Regions from separate parts of the Zea mays genome. Here region 2 is linked to region 1. Evidence: chromatin contacts called from public Hi-C data. All regions are on one chromosome and are shown on one strand. Each heading gives the region's core, a stretch centred on a gene start, on an enhancer-like site or on the middle of the called end of the contact. The rest is flanking DNA. Distances are from core to core; before and after follow the strand shown.

The links. Hi-C and Micro-C count contacts between places; a contact is called where the count stands out from the background.
Region 2: a contact with region 1 is called in a Hi-C map of leaf, with 4 times the contacts expected there. The contact joins two enhancer-like sites. A contact is called at or near these places in 3 of 25 Hi-C or Micro-C datasets (ear, endosperm and leaf).

What each region holds. Positions count from the first base shown.
Region 1 is chr1:94,809,532-94,812,305 of Zm-B73-REFERENCE-NAM-5.0, forward strand. No RefSeq gene overlaps it. Among protein-coding and RNA genes, the nearest start is that of LOC103637669, 30 kb to the left of the region's middle. Within about 2 kb of position 1,345, at least 16 of the 20 cell types and tissues checked have an H3K27ac peak or open chromatin away from gene starts, as enhancers often do. A contact at or near this core is called in ear and leaf, where this site is marked.
Region 2 is chr1:94,981,434-94,984,133 of Zm-B73-REFERENCE-NAM-5.0, forward strand. No RefSeq gene overlaps it. Among protein-coding and RNA genes, the nearest start is that of LOC109943658, 73 kb to the left of the region's middle. Within about 2 kb of position 1,263, at least 18 of the 20 cell types and tissues checked have an H3K27ac peak or open chromatin away from gene starts, as enhancers often do. A contact at or near this core is called in ear and leaf, where this site is marked.

The sequences.
Region 1 (2,774 bases), core at 95-2,594:
CAGGGTCGAAGTGACCACAGTCACTTCGCCCTTCCACTGATCGACCTGACAGGAAAACAACGCCGCCTGCCCCGCTCCGACTGTTGTGCCACCCGCCAGGGTGAGGCTGACAACAGCCAAGTTAGGCGCAACAGGAAGCTCCGCCTCGCCCGACCTTGGGCCTCGGCCTCGGAAGGTGGTCTCTGCCTCGCCCGACCCCAGGGCTCAGCCTCAACCTCGGCCTCGGAAGGTGGTCTCCGCCTCGCCCGACCCCAGGGCTCGGCCTCAACCTCGACCTCGGAAGGTGGTCTCCGCCTCACCCGACCTCAGGGCTCGGCCTCAACCTCGATCTCGGAGGAATCGCGTCCTCACCCGACCCCGGCCTCGGCCTCAGGAGGAGTCTCCGCCTCGCCCGACCTTGGGCTCCGACCGACCGTGCCACGGGGGATACATCATTACCCTACCCCTAGCTAGCTCAGGCTACGGGGGAACAAGACCGGCGTCCCATCTAGGCTCGCCCCGATAACAAGTAATGATGGCTCCCCGCGTGCGTCCATGACGACGGTGGTTCTCAGCCCCCCTACGGAAGCAAGGAGACGTCAGCAAGATCCCAGCAGCCCCGACAGCTATGCTTCTACAGGGCTCAAGCACTCCTCCGACGGCCACGTTACCGCGTACACAGGGCTCTAGCACCCCTCCGACAGCCACGTTGGCATGTACACAGGGCTCAGGCACCTCTCTGCCGGGCACGTTAGCGCATAGCTACACCCCCATTATACACCTGGACCCTCTCCTTGCATCTATAAAAGGAAGGTACAGGGCCTCCATGCGGGAGGGTCGCGCGGGAGAACGAGCTGACGAACAGGCTCACTCTCTCTCTCTCGCGAACGCTTGTAACCCCTACTACGAGCGCATCCCCTGGCGCAGGATAACACGAGTCGCGTTTTCCCCCCTTGTGTTCCATCTCGCGCCAACCCATCTGGGCTGGGACACGCAGCGACAAATTTACTCGTCGGTCCAAGGACCCCCCGGGGTCGAAACACCGACAATTACATTTTGAGGTATTTATTTAAATAAGTAATAAATAAATAAATAAGTAAAATAAACTTGCATCTCATGCTGGACTTTTGTATGTTGCATTTAACTTATGTTTTAATTTTAAATCAGATTCACATTTGATTTTGAAAATAAAAAGGAAAAACAGAAAAAATAAAAAGAGAAAAGAGAAAAAACAAAAAAATTGACACTTGGGCCGAAATGCGATAGTCGGCGCACTTCCTCTCTTTCTTTCCCCTCACCCGCTTGGCCCAACCAGGCGACACACCGACGGCTAGAGACACCCTGTGTGCCTAGGTCCGTTCTGCGTTCACTTGCACGTGGGCCCTCTTGCCAACCTCACACTGCCGGACAACTCTTACTCCGTTGGGTGGGACTCCTTCGACAGGATAATCATCTCCATGCCGATTTCGTTGTGATCCTCCGCGATCTCCGTAACAAACCAGGCCATCGGCTAAGTGCCAACCAACCTTCCCTCCGGGTATAAGTAGCCAGGCTCCGCAACCCCGTTCAGCATACCAGGTCGCATCGGCAACCCGAGGGAGACACCATCGACCAAGCAGAGAACCGAGGGGAGAGGGAGGTACCCGCCACCGTAGAAGATGGACTACCAGCGTCATTGGGTCCACAGAGACTGGTCAGGACACTTCACCGAATCCCCAGGAAGGAGTACAAAGTATGCATGTGATTGGACGTCGAGTGGGGATCGATGAATTCCTCACCGGAGTATTTAATTTAGGTCCTATTTTTTTATGTTTTAACCCCTGAGCTTCTAAAAATAGTAGCCGAAGTCCATTAGGCTCCGGGAAGGTATAAAATTAAAACAGACAATGATTTTTAGTATAAAAATAATTCTAGAAACTTAGAAAAATCATATCTTCTTCATTTTAACTCGGATTTTAGTGGTTCTTGAACCTACAGACTCGTGTAGACGTGTAGAATATTCTTACAAAGTTTGTTTCCATGTTTGGTGTAATGTTATTTGCCTCTATGTATGTTTTGCTGTGAATAGAAGTGAGGTTACGAGGAATCTAAAGCCGAACTTGGAAAAGTAACTGGAGTTGCACCATAAAGGCATGTCCTTGATCACATTCTTGACATAATAATATTGATGTTCTCACCATGCATGCACTGTTAGGTTAAATTGATGGGACCTAATAGGTTACCTAATCTTGTTTACCCTATGCCTTGCTTATAAATGAATTATTGGATAGAATTGCTATTCTTTGCTTGGTTTTGGGTTAATAAAACTTATGAATCATGATCATGTTCTAATTATGATTTATTATTGCTAGATTATTTATCATGTATGACAAGATTATCTTAGCTTAGTGTATTTTATTAAGTTATTTTTTGTAAAGACGTTTCGTTATTTAATAAAGCTTGTGACATTGGTTTCTATACACTAAGTCGTCATATGTCTAAAACTTGATTTCTCCTTAAATGAGATACATATCCGTGTGTGATAGGTCATTGGAGCTATTACAGCGAAAAATTACGTTTGTCGTGCAAAGATCCTTCATGGAAAAGCCAAACGAATCAAACTCAATAGAGCAAAGTTTTACATGAGTAAATTTGTGAACAGATAAAAGGTTACGAATTAGTTTTGGAATGTGAAGGACCTTGTTCAAAACAAAAAGTAACTAGAGGGTGTATGAAGGTTGGTATGGCCAGAGAAGGAAACCGACATAGACACAATGTTCTCGACTGTGACATGATGAGGGATAGAAAGAGGACGA
Region 2 (2,700 bases), core at 13-2,512, 170 kb after region 1:
AAAGCCATCGCCGATTTCTTTACAGGTGAACAGTTCCCACGAACATCATCCAATTTACTAACAGAAAAATTATACCTTTTGATTTCTTACACGAGAGACTGAAGCCTATCGCATAGGACAGTTCGGCTATGCCGGAAGACCTGTCGGCTGGACGAAGAGTTGGTGCAGATCGGATCAGCAGCAACATCGAGGTAGAGCGTGCTGATAACGTGTTGAGAACTACGTTACCGCGGATCACCAGATCCGCTTCATTCCCTCCCGTCAGAAGTAGAGGCGCAAGAAGATGTAGAGGATCCGTCTCCCTTCCCATAAGCACGACAGAGGAAACACATAAGACACCGGATATAGGGTTGGGCCCCTGGCCTCTTTCTCATCTCTGTATTATGAGGAGGGTACATGTTCCTTTTATAGAGATGTGAGACCCCTCAGAGACAAAGTCGGTATTTGTCCATATAACACTAACTAGAGTTACTTAACAGGTTTAAGGCAGATGCTGCCTCTAGAAAGGAAGAGAACTTGGCGGATCCTGGGCCATTTGTGGGGAAAGGAAACGTGTTGTTCCTGGGCCGGTCCGGCGTGGTAGAAACGGCCAGCCCACAAAGTACTGCTCCTTGCAGCTCTGCTTATCATATTCTTCTCCTTCGGCGGACCAAGCAACTTCACGAAATCTGGCCTACGACTTCATTCATTTTGGACTCTCCCTGGACTTTTGCGAGAGCGAGGAATATCCCATTTTTTTTTAAAAAAAGTTGAGCAAGGAAAGATTTGCAACGCACGTTGGCCGTGGCGACAGGCCAGCAGCTACGCTGAAAGGCTGAAACCACCGACGTAGCTTCCGTCTCATCTGCCCACCTCGTGTGATTCCTTTTTTTTCTTCCCCCTCCAAACGGACGCAGCATCATGTAGCTTTGTAACGTGCTGGGGCAGGCACGCAACGCAACGACGCAAAGCGGTATACGTTTACTATCTGGGATAGTAGTAGTGGATGGATCATGGATAGATATAGCTAGATACGATTGCTTCATTAAAGCTAGCTTTTTAAAAAGTTGTAGCTGCAAAAATATTATAGAAGTAACAGGAGCCGGTACAAATTAAAGTCAAACGAGCAGTCTATTGTAAAAGTCCTATTCTAAAAGGATGTAAAGAGAGAACTAGAAACAGGCATAATGCAGGCGCAGACATAGCCTCAGGGTTTAGGGTGAGGCGACCGTGGCGGGCGTCGTCTGCTCTGCTTTCCACGGTCCTCCTCTCGCGTGCGCCGTGTGTGTTGCGTGCCACATCTCCGAATCCTACTACCACAGGAGCCAACACCAACAGGCACGGGGGACGGGAGGTGTGTGGCTTCAAGCACACGCATCGTCCTCATCTACTCAGCCAGCTCCGATCCATACGGACAAAACACTGTACAACAAACCCAATTTTTTGTATTTTGTCCTTTTCTCGGAAAAAAATTCACGTTTGGATCCTAAAAAATTTTAATGTCATTTTTGGACCCTTTGCTCGGCGCCATAGTCTATGGCGCCGAGGTAACACATCTCGGCGCCATAGGCTATGGCGCCGAGGTACGTGCTACGCTGGCACAGCCCGGACGACGTGGCGACGACGTGGCACCAAGCTCGGCGCCAAGATCTATGGCGCCGAGCTCGAATATATAACAATAAAGTTGTCTAGCTCAGTCGGTAGAGTGCAAGGCTTTTAACCTTGAGGTTGTGGGTTCGAGCCCCACCGTGGGTGTTTAATATTTTTTATTTTTGTCACTAATTTTTTGTTTCCTTATTAGCTCAGGACACAAACTAAATGTGCGTGCCATGGGATGCAACTCCAAAAATCTATCCTTGCTTTGTTTTGTTTACTGAACCACAACAATTCACTGTCTGATTTCCTTCTTTTTCTTTAGGCTGCAGGCCTTTATTTCCGAGGTCAGCGCATTTGGCAGGCCGCTATGGATGACCTAATGGCCCAAGGAATGCGTTATGCTAATCAGGTATTTACACTTAATTTCCCCTACTCTTCTGTTACTCATTTTTCTTTAGCTTTTCAGAGGTCATTTTCATGTCCCTGATGCAATTTATCGTATACCAGGCCCTTCTTTCTGGATGCTCTGCCGGTGGTGTTTCTACCATACTTCACTGTGATGAATTCCATGGATTGTTTATTTCCTTTTTTGTTTTTTGACTGATTTTGGACTCTAAAACTCCAATAATCTAATGCATTCGAAATTAGACTTTTAATATTAATTAAATTTTATCATTGTACATCACTAGTAATGTAAGATTAACATAGTCATTTGTTTATGATATAAATATTTTTAACATTTTATATGATGTACTTCAGTTTTTAGTATATTATTTAATGTTTAATCACTTGTAATTAGTGAGATGACAGAATGATTGACATTGTAGACAACTTTTGTTTCGTGTGAGAGGAGTTTGTTTTTCCTACATGAATATTTGACTGGATCAAACCCTAGCTATATATAAAGGGAGCTGTTTCCCCGCAGCTTTCATTCGCGCATGGATTTAGCGATGATCCCTATTGTGTTCAGCTGATTTTACAAGAAAATAAAAAAATTAATGTAATCAAAGGAGCAGATATAAGGAGCGGCATAAACGAAAAAAATCTTGACAAAAAAAACAAATCAGCGACAAAGACAAAAAGTATTGAGAACGCACACGATGGGTCTCGAACCCTCAACCTTAA